Linked DNA regions of Arachis hypogaea: region 2 is linked to region 1. The links are chromatin contacts, called in public Hi-C maps. All regions are on one chromosome and are shown on one strand. Each heading gives the region's core, a stretch centred on a gene start, on an enhancer-like site or on the middle of the called end of the contact. The rest is flanking DNA. Distances are from core to core; before and after follow the strand shown.

Region 1 (6,728 bases), core at 3,086-5,585:
CACGATTGGATCGAGTAGTCCTAGTTTTGAGGTCAGCTTTGACTTTTTGGAGTTTTTCTTCTAGCTCTCTGCGCCGTCTTGTTTCTTTTCGCAGGTCTCGCTCGACTTCCCGTTGTCTTTCAGCCTTTTGTTCGAGCTGTTTGAGACGATCCAGTTGCTCACGGATGGCATCTAGGATTTTCGTGTTTTGAGGCTGTTTGTCCTTCTTAGAGTGGTTCGCTTCTTTTGGTGATGGTGGTGTGACATCCGCGTTTTTTGTTGGTGTTCCGTCTTCCAAGCCAGAGGTGTGGTCATTGTTAGGAGGGTCATTTGCCATGATGGTGGGATGACTTCCAGGGTCCCTAGCAACGGCACCAATGTTCCGAGGGTTACCTGAAACGTTGAGATCGATCTCAGACAAGATCTTCTGGCATAATTGAACCTGTCGTGCCTGACTTGTTGGAGCTTGAGGTGCTGCTGGTCCTCAATCACCGAGGGGTGGTGCTACCTGCAAGAGACTCCGATGCTTAAGTTAGTACGGCCTTTAGGCAGGTTTTTAGTAGAAATTGGAGTTTAAGTTATACATGGGTGTTCCAGTGTATTTCTAGTGGTGTTTGATGATCTTCCTTTGAGATAAGTTTGTTATCTTATCTTATCTTTTATGGGTGAGATCATATCCTTGGCCAACCGCCTTTCTAGTGGGCAGTGGTTCTTCACTTTGGGCTTCCTTGGGCCTCTGGGGAGATCGGCTGAGCTCTTTAATCAAAGAGGTCGACAGCGGGCCAACATTTCAGGAGGTCGGCCTTTTTGTCTTCAGTCGTCCTGATCCTTCAACTCGGACCAGTGTATGAACAAAAATGTCCAAGGCTTGGAGCATCAATGGTTAGGAGGGTCAAAACTGATCTAAAGTCTCAAAAGAGTGGTTTTTCCTAACCATATGCTTGTGGTGTGAAAGTGTCAAGTAACCCTTGAAACTGAACACTTAAAGTCATGACCCATTGCTGTTACAGAGTATGCCTAAGTGCTTGTGGTATTTATGTATCAAGTCAAACTTAAAAATAAAATACTTAGAGTCATGGCTAGTGTTCATACCCTAGGTCGAGCTATGGGACCCAGGCTGACTGAAGACACGAGCGACCAACCTTTTCAGGTTGGATCGCCGCCAACCTCTTCCTAAAAGAGTTCAGCCAAATTGCCATAGAGGCCCAAGCAGGCCCAAACAAAGGAACGAAGCCCACTCTAAAGGCGGCTAAACCCTAAAAGATAAGGCGGTTCCCCTAAAAGATAATATAAGATAACTAACTTATCTTAAAGGATACCCCGCACTACTATAAATACACTAGAGCACCCAGGTATAACTCATACTCTGATTCTACACAAAATCCTGCCTAAAGCATGTACTAACTTAAGCATCGGATCTCTTACAGGTACCACCACCCTCCGCTGACGAAGGATCAATAGCACCGCCAAGTCTAACAAAGGATCAGCAGCACCGCCAAGTCCAACAAGTCGGACACGACGGCTCTGGCCACAACAGCAGATCTCATCCGAGATCGATCTTCAATTTTAGGTAACCCTCGGAACATTGGAATTGTTGTCGGGGAATCTGGAAGTCATTCCATCATCATAGCGGATAACCTCGCCAACAATCACAACTCTTACATAGAAAATAGAACGCCGCTTAAAAACACGGATACCACATCCAAGGATGCACCTCAACCCAAGGGAGACAAGTAGTCTCCAAACATAGAAATTTTAGAGGCCCTCCAAGAACAGCAGGCTCGTCTCAAACAGCTCGAAAAATAGGCTATGTATCACCAGGAAGCCGAGAGAGACCTTGGTCAAGACCATTGTTTCATCTCCCTTTAAGATCTTCTTATTAGAATGTAAGCTCTTCATGAACTTAACATAGGGAGGCATTTGCTCTAAAACCTCAGCAAAAGAAATATTGATTTGCAACTTTCTAAAAACTTTCAAGAACTGTGAGAATTGTTCATCCTTAGTCTCTTTTTGGAGCTTCTGAACATGTACCTTGATACCCTCAGTCTTTTCTAATTTTTCTGACCCTTAGTAACTTGTTTTTATATTTTATATATTTTTTGTCGGTTATTTCAGTTAATCTATAGTTGAACCAGTTGAATAAATAAATCAATGAACCAATTCTTAAAGCCTCTTAATGACCTTTCCAATTTTCATAACTTTGATTGCAATTGTAACCAGTTTAACAGGATATATTTATATGGCAAATATGCAAATATGCTGCTAATCTAAAATATAATCAAACAGAATTATTAATTTAGTAGTCTTCTTAATACAATAGTCTTATAAGTAATTAAATAAAAATATCCTAAATAAATTTTACACGCAAGTCTAACTAAACAATAATCGGTTGAAGTCCCCGAAGCATTGGTTGTTGGGCTGCCGCACCACGCTCGAACCTAGCTGGGGTGATTCATGATTGAATAGTCACATATTGTAAATGTGTGTGAGCGAGTGAGTGTGACCGAAAAAAAAAAACCATGCCGGTAGCCCAGCCGATTTATTGAACTTATAAACAATAAACAATTCCTCACCAAAAAAAAAGAAAACCAATAAACAATTATTTGCAGAAGTAAAGGATTAGCCCTCCGCATAATTATTTTTAAAGACAATAAAATCTCAACAAAAAAAATATTCTTTTGGTTCTTAATCTTTCCTTCTGTTAATATTTTTTATTTGTATTAACAAAATAAATTTACATAACATGTTAAACTATTAACTTATCAATTAAAAATCAATTAGGATTAATAATTTTTTTTGTTAGAAATCTCCTTGTCTTTTAAAAATAATTATCAAGACCGTTTAATTTTTATTATTTTTTTAAATATATTAACTAAATTTTATGTGTAAAACTAAAAAATATTAGTAACTTTTAAATTACTTTTACCAATAAAAATTAAATAAAATATATATTAATAATTAACGTATCATATAAATATATTTTGAAAAGAGCTCATTAACAAAAAAACCATCCAATCTCACAAAATTAAATATTTAAAACCAAAAAAATATTATTTTTGTTTGAAAACCTGGTGGTCATTCAAAAACGGAGCCGGAGTGGGTATATATTTGCTATACTAATAACATCTTTAAAAACACTCATAGCAAACGCAAAAGATTGGGTTTCGATTACCAAAATTTGCTATAACGTGAAATCACATTGACGCACAGATTAGCTTTTGTGCTCTAAACAATTGCTAATTATATAAGGTGCAAGTTATCTCGATCTCGTTTGATTGACAAAACATGATTACTTTTTCTTGGAAATCGTGTTCAGATTTTTAACGCAAATGCGGAGTATTCGTTCGAACCGTGCAGCTACTTGACCAGCTGTATATCAATTATGAACGAATTAAACACTAAACCACGATTAATGGTATAACTCAACCTATTATGATTCCACTAAGTTTCCAGCAAAACGTCACAAAGAATAACCAGTTTGAACAAAATTATTATACTTTAAGTTTGGCATCACAACATCCACCGATTATAAGTTTCAAGCATAACACACCCCACAGAATTCGTGAAGCATGCACAAATTTAAGTAACAAAACCTAATCGGCATATATTTCAGTTTCATCACAATTTCACCAATATATTGCCTCTAATTATAAGTTCATAACAAATATTAACTAAAATCAAGCCACACAAATTTATCCTCAAAAACCTAATTCGCAGAAATTCTTCATTTCCACTAAACCAGTATTAAGTTCAAACATATAAGATAACATTACTTTTCCCCCAAATTAAAAACCCTAATATCGATAATACAATTCCAAAACATAGAAAATTTGTCTGTTTTCTCAGTACCTCCTCTGAGCACCACCGAATCCAGCGCCAGGGCGACCAAAGGGGATCTGCTGAACAGGAACGGGATCGACCTGAGTGATTCCAGGGATGTCGGACATACCTAGAGACTGAAGCATGTCAATGGTTTCCTTGTCGACCTCGATGTGTTGAGTGTCAATAGCGGACACATCAGGAACGAAGTCCATGCGACGCTCCCTCTCCTCTTCTTGAAGCTTGAGGGAGATGCCTCTGACGGGTCCCTTCTGGATCCGCTTCATGAGGTGAGTGGAGAAGCCTGCGATCTTGTTGCGGAGCCTCTTGGAAGGGATGAGGGCAACTTCTTCTAGAACCTTCTTGTTGGTGTGGAAGTCAAGAGTCATGCGAGAGTAGTACCTCTCGATCACTTGCCGTGAAGATTTCTTCACTGTCTTGGTTCTCACGCGCCCCATTCTCTCTCTGTTTTTTCTTTCTTCTTCTTCTTCTTTTTCTTCTTCTCAACACGAGAGAGGAGAGTCGGGGGAGGCAGGGTATCATATGGGGAATTAGGGTTTTGCTAAGTTTGATCGTGATGGGCCGGGTTTAGTCCAACCCGGCTCAAATTACATTAGTTGAGCAAAATGGACCATTAATAATCTACATGGTTTAAGGAACAAAATAATCGTGACAAAAAACTACATAGTTTGGATACAAAAACAAAATCTACATGGTTTGTGTCACCAAAAAGAACAAAAAAAAACATTCCTACCAAATAATAATAATAATAACAATAATAATAATAATAATAATAATATCTATACTAAATACCAAAAAAAAATCTATACTATATATATATATGAGAATATTCTATACTCCTATATACATATGAAGTACGGACACTTCGCTGAGTTATTGTGTACACGTGTCAAACACATTTTGGACACGACATTAACTGACACTTATTCAACACACATGTCTGCTGTGTCCAACAGTATCTTAATAAAAAACAAAAAAAATTTTCGGACATGCCTAAATACACCTAAATACTATTACGTGTCTTTGTGTCCAGTCTTACTCTTAACATATATTCTTAAAATAAATTTAGATTTAATATATATCATTATTTATTAAAACAAAAAAAATTTAAATACTTGATATAATTAAAATAAGACAAAAAATAATTAAAAATTTTTATTTATATTTTAATATCAATAAAATATCAAAATATTATTACGATATATTTAAAAAATATTTTATATTTTATATATATATATGTTTCCTATCATTTAAATTTTAAAATTCACTTATCAGTGTATCTTATATCGTATATCCATATCAATGTCCTTGTATCATAATCATATACGTACTATATATAATGAGAATACGAAAATAATTACATGTAAAGATGGCCATTGGCCTGCCATGACGAAGTTACTTTGGCAACCACTTTTGTTTATTTTATTTTAATTTTATATTGTATATAATCATATAATCGCATTCATCTTTTAAAATTATTATGTACATAATCAATAAAAATAATAATTACTTTTATAATATAATAATATTATATAATTTAATACACGTATAAAATTAATTTATACTAACTGTATATTAAAATTAAATTTAATTTATATTTATAACCAAACGTTTTTGAGATCAGAATATTCATTATGATATAATTTTTTGTTGTGTTTTAGTAAATTCTTTTACTTTGAAGGCTTTTTAACCCAGAGAACCAAACCGATAATTGGCTTGGTAAAACTACTAGAGTACTAGGTTATTAAAATTGAATTACTAATGGAACTAATTAAACATTTAAATAAAACTCATTTTCAACATGAGTATTTTAAGTATTTTTGGTATTAAATTTATTATTTTTAGATTTTAATAATTTATTAATTAATATATTTGTATTATACTTTAAATATTTGTTAAAAAATATTATATACCGATAAAAAAGTATATTGTGATTAATTAAAGATATTTTTATTATTTTTTTAATTATTTAATAAAATTTAAAATTGATTATAAAAGTTGTGAATAATTATTAATTACAAATATCATTCATTTAAATAAGAATAAGTACAAAATAAAAATTAAAATTGAATTAAGAAAATATATATATATATATATAAATATATATATATATAACTAGTTTAAAAGATACATCTTGTTTTTTCCATTTATGTTTACGATTCGATGCGAACTACTTTGTTTTCAATAGATTTCAGCACCGTTAGCAAGTCTAATTGCAAAAACGGTCTTTATATCGGTCTAAACCGGCCAAATTTGTGAATCATCGATTTTTCGATTGGATTGGTGCGTCCAATCCAATTCTAATAACTATGTTTTAAAGAATTTTTTTATTTTAAAGATAACTTAGTTTTTTATGTATTCTTTGTAATAATATGGTGTATTTGAAATTGGTGTAATAATAAAATTTTCAAAGGAAAACAACTATTTGTGCTCATAAACGTTACAAATGCTAACAAAAATATCCATTAAAAAAGAAAACTAACGTCGTATCGAACAAAAATAGATTCCATATGATAAAAGTAGTCAAACTCTAATTTTTTTTGTTGACTTTTTTAATAAAATTTCAAAATTACCCCACCCTCTATCTTCAACCTCACCTCTACCCCCTCTCTTCTTTCCCAAATCCTCTGTTTCGATCTAAATTCTTCATAGCGCTTTGTTCGTTCTTCTAATTCCGATGTTGCTCCTAATCATAATGTTACTTCCATTGAATTAATTAAGTATGCTTCCCTTCTCTATTTCATTATTCATATTCATGTTTCCTTTCTTCTCACTCTTTTCCCTTTTTATAGGATATTTTGCATTCCCAATCGTCATAGACATTAATAGATTCGTGAGATTTTGTCTCACATATATGCTACTTATCTCTCTCTAAACTTCTTTTTATTATTTAGAATTAGCATTTAACT
Region 2 (6,728 bases), core at 2,502-5,001, 230 kb after region 1:
AATGGTTTGAGTTAAAAGGTGATTGATGACAAGACACTATGGTTTAATACATGTAATTACCACCATCCAGTGGGGCAAGACTTAACTATTACTATCACTATATAGATGTGTACATATTTTCCAACTAAGGCTCAATATCATAGGTTTGTTGCATAATAAGAATTTCACGAGTTTTAAGATAGCGCATTAATAATTTATTAATTTTCAATATGATACTAAAGCAACTCCAACAGCAAAAATGTTACTAGTGAGGTAAAAGAGAGATGGTTAATTCCATGGTAAGTCATAGCCCTCTTAATTTAATAGTGTCATTGTCAATGATGACTATAAATGAATGCAATGAGACAAACAAATAACTAGTTAATCAATTTGATATATTGAGAACGTGAAAAGGAAGATATAGTTATGCTTACTGTGCGCTGTTGAGGTGTTGTCCCTCGCTCAATGGCTGCAGCTGGAGTCTCGGGGGACAAACCATGACACATTAATTTCTGTGCAAGTGAAGGGAGGGTTGACAAGCCCATATAAACCACCAATGTAGAATCAGGATCGGCTGCATTTTCTGCTACAAATAGAGGATCAGTTCCACCTTTCCTTGAATGCCCCGTGAGGAACCTCACGCTATTTGCAATACCACGATGAGTTAACGGAATCCCCAGCTCTGCTGCTATTCCAGATGCTGCAGTTATGCCTGCAAGGAATGAGAATAACTGATTATGGTAAAATCACAAACCAAACATGATCAACTAAAAAGGGGAAAAAAACCTAAAAGAATAAGTGGTAACATGAACACCAATCATCTTCCCTGTCAAATTGCCAATTCAACAAGGCACTTTGTGCTTTGCGATGTAGAGTAACCAGTGAGTGTATCTAATTCTAATGAAAAGTGCCACTTTAAGTTGGATTAACCATAAACTTGCTTAGAAAGCAATGAATACACAAGGAAAATACTCGGTCACTATTATATAAAGTATAAGACATGCCTGATTGATCCACAGATACCTGTTTCAAGATTAAATAACAAACTATTTTCCGTAATGACTATTGACTCAATTTGGCAAAAACCGATTTTTATCCGTGGCAACTATATAACACAATGGAGCATTGGTGCCATCAACATTATGATTTATTAGGATCCAAAATCTTTGTAGTGTCAAATTCGTCTTAGTAAGATAAAGACACCAGAAGCATACCTGGAATAACTTTCACTTGGATACCTTGTTGCTGCAAAAAATCCATTTCCTCTCCACCCCTCCCAAACACCTACATATACCAAATGAAGAAGTGAAAAAAAAACATAAAATAGCATACAGTCCATCATCCATGACAATGCAATGCATCAAATTGCTTCACCAACGGACAACCCCAAATGGAAACTTACCAATGGATCACCCCCTTTAAGTCTCACAACAGTGGCCCCGGCTTCTGCAAAACTCAGAAGAAGCTCATGTATTTCCTCCTGCCACAATCCAACCCAAAAAAAAAAAAAATCCATTTTTATCAATATAAAAGGGGGTCTAAAACACCAAATCCTAACTAACTCAAGCAAGAACTCTTCATAAAGGGATCAAAACATAGTCACAACAAAACCCGATATGGGTATAGGAAACCCGGTATGTCTCACCACGCAATTCGCTACATTTTGTTATAAAATTACTAGTATTCCTTTAGAGAGATCTCGGTCATTCAGTACACGATACACAAGTGAAAGAGAGAATTCATTAGGGAAAACAAACACAAACTACAAAAAAAAAAAAAAAAAAAACAGTACACATATAAAATCAGAAAAAAATTTGAAAAGTTCAAATTGAGCCATAACCCATCATAAAAAAATTTAAAAGAAACCAAAACCAACGTGTAAACAACAAACATCAATGCATATTATCAACACAAACAGTCAATACTTTAATTTCAGCAATAACCATTCAGAAAAGGATAAAAAAAAAACTCTACTACAACAAAACATAGTCCAGATATATAAAATGGGAAAAATTCCCAATTCAGCAATAAAGACCGATCAGAAAAATTGAAAAGAAACCGAAACAGTACCTGAGTTCTGCTATGGTAGCCAGCAGTTTTTCCCACATAGAGAAGCCTAGCATGAGGAGCAACCAAATCTAAGACATCATTAGAGACCAACCTATCATACAGCAACAAATCAGCACCTTTGATAACTCTCACAGCCTTCAATGTCAACAACTCAGGGTCCCCCGGACCAGTTCCAACCAAGAATACATTCCCCAGTACACATTTTCCTTCACTGCTACACTTCCCTTCACTCTCCCTCTTCTCCCTCAGCACCTGAAGCAACTTCTTTAGTTCTGGAAGCTGGAGAGCTATGTCATCTTCCCTTATGGAGCCCAAATTGGAAGACACTATAGGCTTATTGTTGGTGGCGGTGTTGGTGTAGAGCCATTGGTCTCTTTGGAACCTCTCTATGGAGTGCTTCTCTGTGAAGGGTGAAGAAGAAGAAGGAGAAGAAGATGAAGAAGAAGAAGAAGTAGAAGAAGTGGTGCAGCAGTTGATGGAAAAAACTCGGTGGTAGTGGGTTGTGGTGAAAGCGGAATAATGAAGAGAGGAGAAAGATGCAAATTTGTGAAGAGCCATCTGGGGTTGTTAGTACAGAGAAAGATTCGGGATGGATTGAAGTAGAGGTGTTCACAGTGAAGTTTGGATCAGTTTGAGCCAAAACCTAAGGATCCAAACACTAATATTCCTTACGGTTTGGTTAAGATTGGATAAATTTTCTACAGATAACGATCAAATTTCCAGCTGTTTGGGTTGGATTGGATGCACAGCTTTTGAATAACAATAACAAAATGAAAAGTATCTTGTCAACACCAACAATCCAATGTTACTTAAAATCATTCCTCAAAAGCACAAGGTTCATAATATGTCATAAGATTCTTTAAGAAGCTAAGAATGCTTGGAAATGAAGCTGTGATAAACATCAGTTCAAATCTTCACCAGAATCTTCTTCATCCAATTCGGGAATTCGAGCAAGATCTAAGACAAATAAAGAAATAAATAAATATTAATAAGTTGTGCGAAATATTGGTAGTGACATTCTGGTTGAATGTTGAAACCGGAATCAAAACTTCTGCTTTTAGGTTCTAAGGACAATAAAATAAATTTATCATGGAAAACAAACATAATTCAAAACAATCATTAGCTAAAAAAATTAAACAGCATCAGCAACAAGAATGTAAGAATCAAGCAACAACAGCAGCAACACTACCAACTACCAACTAAGAATAATAAATTTTAGCTCTTAGATTCTAAGGATACTGAAATAAATTTATCATCGACAACAAAGACAATTCAAAATTATCAGAGGCTACCGAAATGAAACAGCATGAGTAGTAATAAGGGTTTAAACAGAAAAAACAACAATGTAATTAAGCAGAAGTAGAAAACAGTACCAAGAGAAGCGACGAAGCTCAACGAGATGGCAATGCTCACTCTGTGCCACTGTGAGTAGAAGCGGAGGAAAAGTTGGAGACGCTAGGGCTCTGTGTCTCTGAGACGAAGAAGAAGAAGAAGAAGAGAAGGGGATACGGCAGCAAGGAGGGACTCGAAGGTAATATATAAGAACGAGAGAGAGTGTTTGAATTGGAGTTGAGTTGTGTTAATGCGTTGTGATGTGTGAGAATGATGGACTTTGGGGAGATTGAGGAGACAGCGTACTTTGCCTTTGGGCTTTGGGAGGGGCAGGGCGTCCTTGGCTCACACTCATGGTTCAGGTTATTTATTCCTCTATTATTTTCATCCGGTCCTAAATAAATTTTTATTTTTAAAATTATATATTTTTATTAGCAAAAAATGTATTTTAAAAAATTAAATATTTTTATCAAATTTTAAATATGTATAGATATTTTTTTAAAAAAATAAATTTTTTTTCTAAAAGTTAAGAATATTTTGTCTTTCTTAAATAAATAAAAGTAAAAAAGTTTTAACTATTTTCTTTACTAAAATATCATTTATAATAATTATTAATTACAATTTATACTTTTTATCCTAATTCTCCATCCATATTTATAGTTATATATATTTTATCAAGATTTTATACGCTCTCATCATTTTTTTTTTTTGGTTTTCTACGGTATCTCCCAGTCTAGCAGGAAAAGAATTAATCTGTTGCGGTACTGAGTTCCATTTAAAGGTTTGTCGTTGGCCAATACCCAATAGGTTACTGCATGCACAAGGCAGAATTTGAACTCCCGACAGCAGACTAGTAAGCTAACTATTAGACCAATCTAACTTGGTTCTCTCATCATTTCTATTTAGGGCAAAAACACTCTTTAAAATTGCCCTCCACTAGTAATACATCTCCAACATCCAGCATACTTCAAATTTATGGACTTGTTTGCTCTCTACAAGTAGAGGTGGCAATGAGTAGGGTAGGGTAGGATTTGAACCCAACCCTAATCCTACCCGCGGGTTGAGTTTTTAACTAACATTCAATCCTACCCTACCCGCGCTCAACCTGCGGATATCCGATCCTAACTGCGGGTTGACAAAAAGAAACATTATAATGACACAGGTATCTCATAAATAATACAAGTATCTCATACACAACAAATGATCAAATAAATGAATGAAATTTATAAGTTTATAAGTTTATTTCAGTGGCTAGAAACTTTTTGCACATGCTTAAAGTCCTTGGTTCAACTCCTATATATAACATTTTTAAACATATATAACACATATTATGGAGGGTGCAGGTAGGGTTGAGACTCTACCCGCTCCGCGCCTAACTCTACCCGCAGCGGGTCGGGTTGGCAACCCTATCCGACCAGATTGAGTCGAGTTGGATACCCGCAGATAGGGTCCATGCTGTCAGGCCTATCTACAAGAAGAATAGACTTAAATAAAATTAATATATCCTTGAGCAATTTGAAAATATTTTAGAGGCAAAAAACATTGAAAGAGATGATAATGATGATAAAAAAATTATAGATCAATTATCATCACTAATGTATTATTAATTACACACGCTCACTAAAAAAACTTTTGTAAGTAAAATATAGTTAAGAAAATTTTCCTCAAGTAAAATGGACTAAAAATTTTTCTTAAAGATTAGTTATATAACGTCTGCTCTAATATAAAATATACTAAAACACTTTTTCTTAAGCAATATTGTAAACCCCGGTTAAATTAGTAGATAATTAGTCAATAAATTAATTTTTAATAAAGAGGATTAGAAATGTGAATATTATATCAAAATAGGGTAGAGCTCATCGAAACGAGAATTTTGACACTAATTTCGAAAAAATCGGTTCAAAATTGGACCGAACGGACCGAACCGGTTGAACCGGGTCCAAACCGGGCCGTGGACCCAACCGGACCAGCCCTTTAAGTGAACCCACGTTCTTCTTCTCCCCATTTTTGGCAGCGTCGAAGAGCATCAGGGAGAGGAAAGAAAGAACGTCAAATTGTTACGGTAAACTTCCGATCCCCGTAACTTCTCCGTCCGAACTCCAATCGCCGTACCATTTGCGGCCACGCATTTACCGCGTCGAGCTTTACATTTCTACCGGAACAATTTTATAGGTGACTCATTATTTTACACTCAGCCTTCATTTCCCCCAATTTTCGAATTTTAAGTAGGAATGTTAAATTTCTTTGATTTCTGATGTTTTAGGATCCAATTAGCTTGAGAGAAACGTTTACTCTTGCTTATGTGAAGCTTGGGTAAGGTGAGGATACGATAATTCTATTTTATTTTCTTTGAATTTGAGCTTTGAGTATTAAATTGGATATATATGTGTTATAAATGTGTATTAGGTTGTGAATAAATAATTGGAACTTGAAATTGTGAATATTGGAACTTGGAGGAAGCTGATTAGTTGAATTTTTAAGGGGCTGCCTTGGTTTTAAATAATTTGCTTTGGTCGTTACGTGGAAATCGGTCAAGGTATGGTTTAGGTTTCTTGCATTTAATATATAATGTTCCGTGAAAACTTAGGTTAGATGCCATAGGATAAGTTGGAATGCAGGTGTATGTTTAATGTTTAGTAATTTATCAATGAATATATTTGGTTGAAGTTTATTGAATAATTAGTTATTAATTGGTTGGTTTGGTGCTTGTTGATTAACTAATAATTTGGTGAATTATTGATTTGAGGTATTTTGTGTTAGAAGCCTAGGATTAGTGAACTATGATCCTTAGTTGAATTTTGGTTGTTGGATTTGAATATTATATGAGTATAATGGTTGATCTGAGGTAGATTTATTGTGGTGACTGTTATGATGATGAGAAAGGGTGTGTTGAATTGAAAAGAAAGCAGGTTTGGACCCGAAAAGGGTGGCAAAGTCTGAGTTTTAGAGAAGATGCTGCCGAAATTTTATAAAAAAAATTAGAGATTTTGTTTATATGATTATTTAAAAAGATTTAGATTCAAGGGTTATATGATTTGATTTAGAGTTATTAAGAAAATGAGCATGTTTTAAGTTTGATTTATTTAGAAAAGAATGAATTATGTTTTGAATTGGAACTATTGATGGACGGAATGGGAGGCGCGATAATGAAGGATAAGGATTGAATATGATTGACGTATAATGATGAATGAAATGCGATTGAGAATGATGTGGATGTTGATGAATTATAATTGAATTATTTATATGGCTTATGAATTTGAATAATCTGAGATACGAGATTCCCTGGATCAAATATCGTGGCTTGCCACCACGTGTACCAGGTTAAAAACTCAATACTCTGTTGACCC

The links. A called contact is a pair of places that touch in the nucleus more often than the background predicts.
Region 2: a Hi-C map of leaf shows a contact between it and region 1, with 1.8 times the contacts expected there. The contact joins the promoter of LOC112703060 here to the promoter of LOC112703057 in region 1. A contact is called at or near these places in 2 of 8 Hi-C or Micro-C datasets (leaf and an unstated tissue).

What each region holds. Positions count from the first base shown.
Region 1 is chr7:52,427,731-52,434,458 of arahy.Tifrunner.gnm2.J5K5, forward strand. It overlaps LOC112703057 (small ribosomal subunit protein eS17z), which reads right to left and starts at 4,336. Exons shown (of 1, transcript XM_025754365.3): 1 at 3,457-4,336. The coding sequence starts at 4,256. The coding sequence ends at 3,822.
Region 2 is chr7:52,660,753-52,667,480 of arahy.Tifrunner.gnm2.J5K5, forward strand. LOC112703060 (S-adenosyl-L-methionine-dependent uroporphyrinogen III methyltransferase, chloroplastic) reads right to left here and starts at 3,752. Exons shown (of 6, transcript XM_025754367.3): 1 at 3,423-3,752; 2 at 2,050-3,006; 3 at 1,382-1,459; 4 at 1,194-1,263; 5 at 414-691. The coding sequence starts at 2,607. It overlaps LOC140174231 (a long non-coding RNA gene), which reads left to right and starts at 5,385. Exons shown (of 3, transcript XR_011863486.1): 1 at 5,385-5,553; 2 at 5,645-5,699.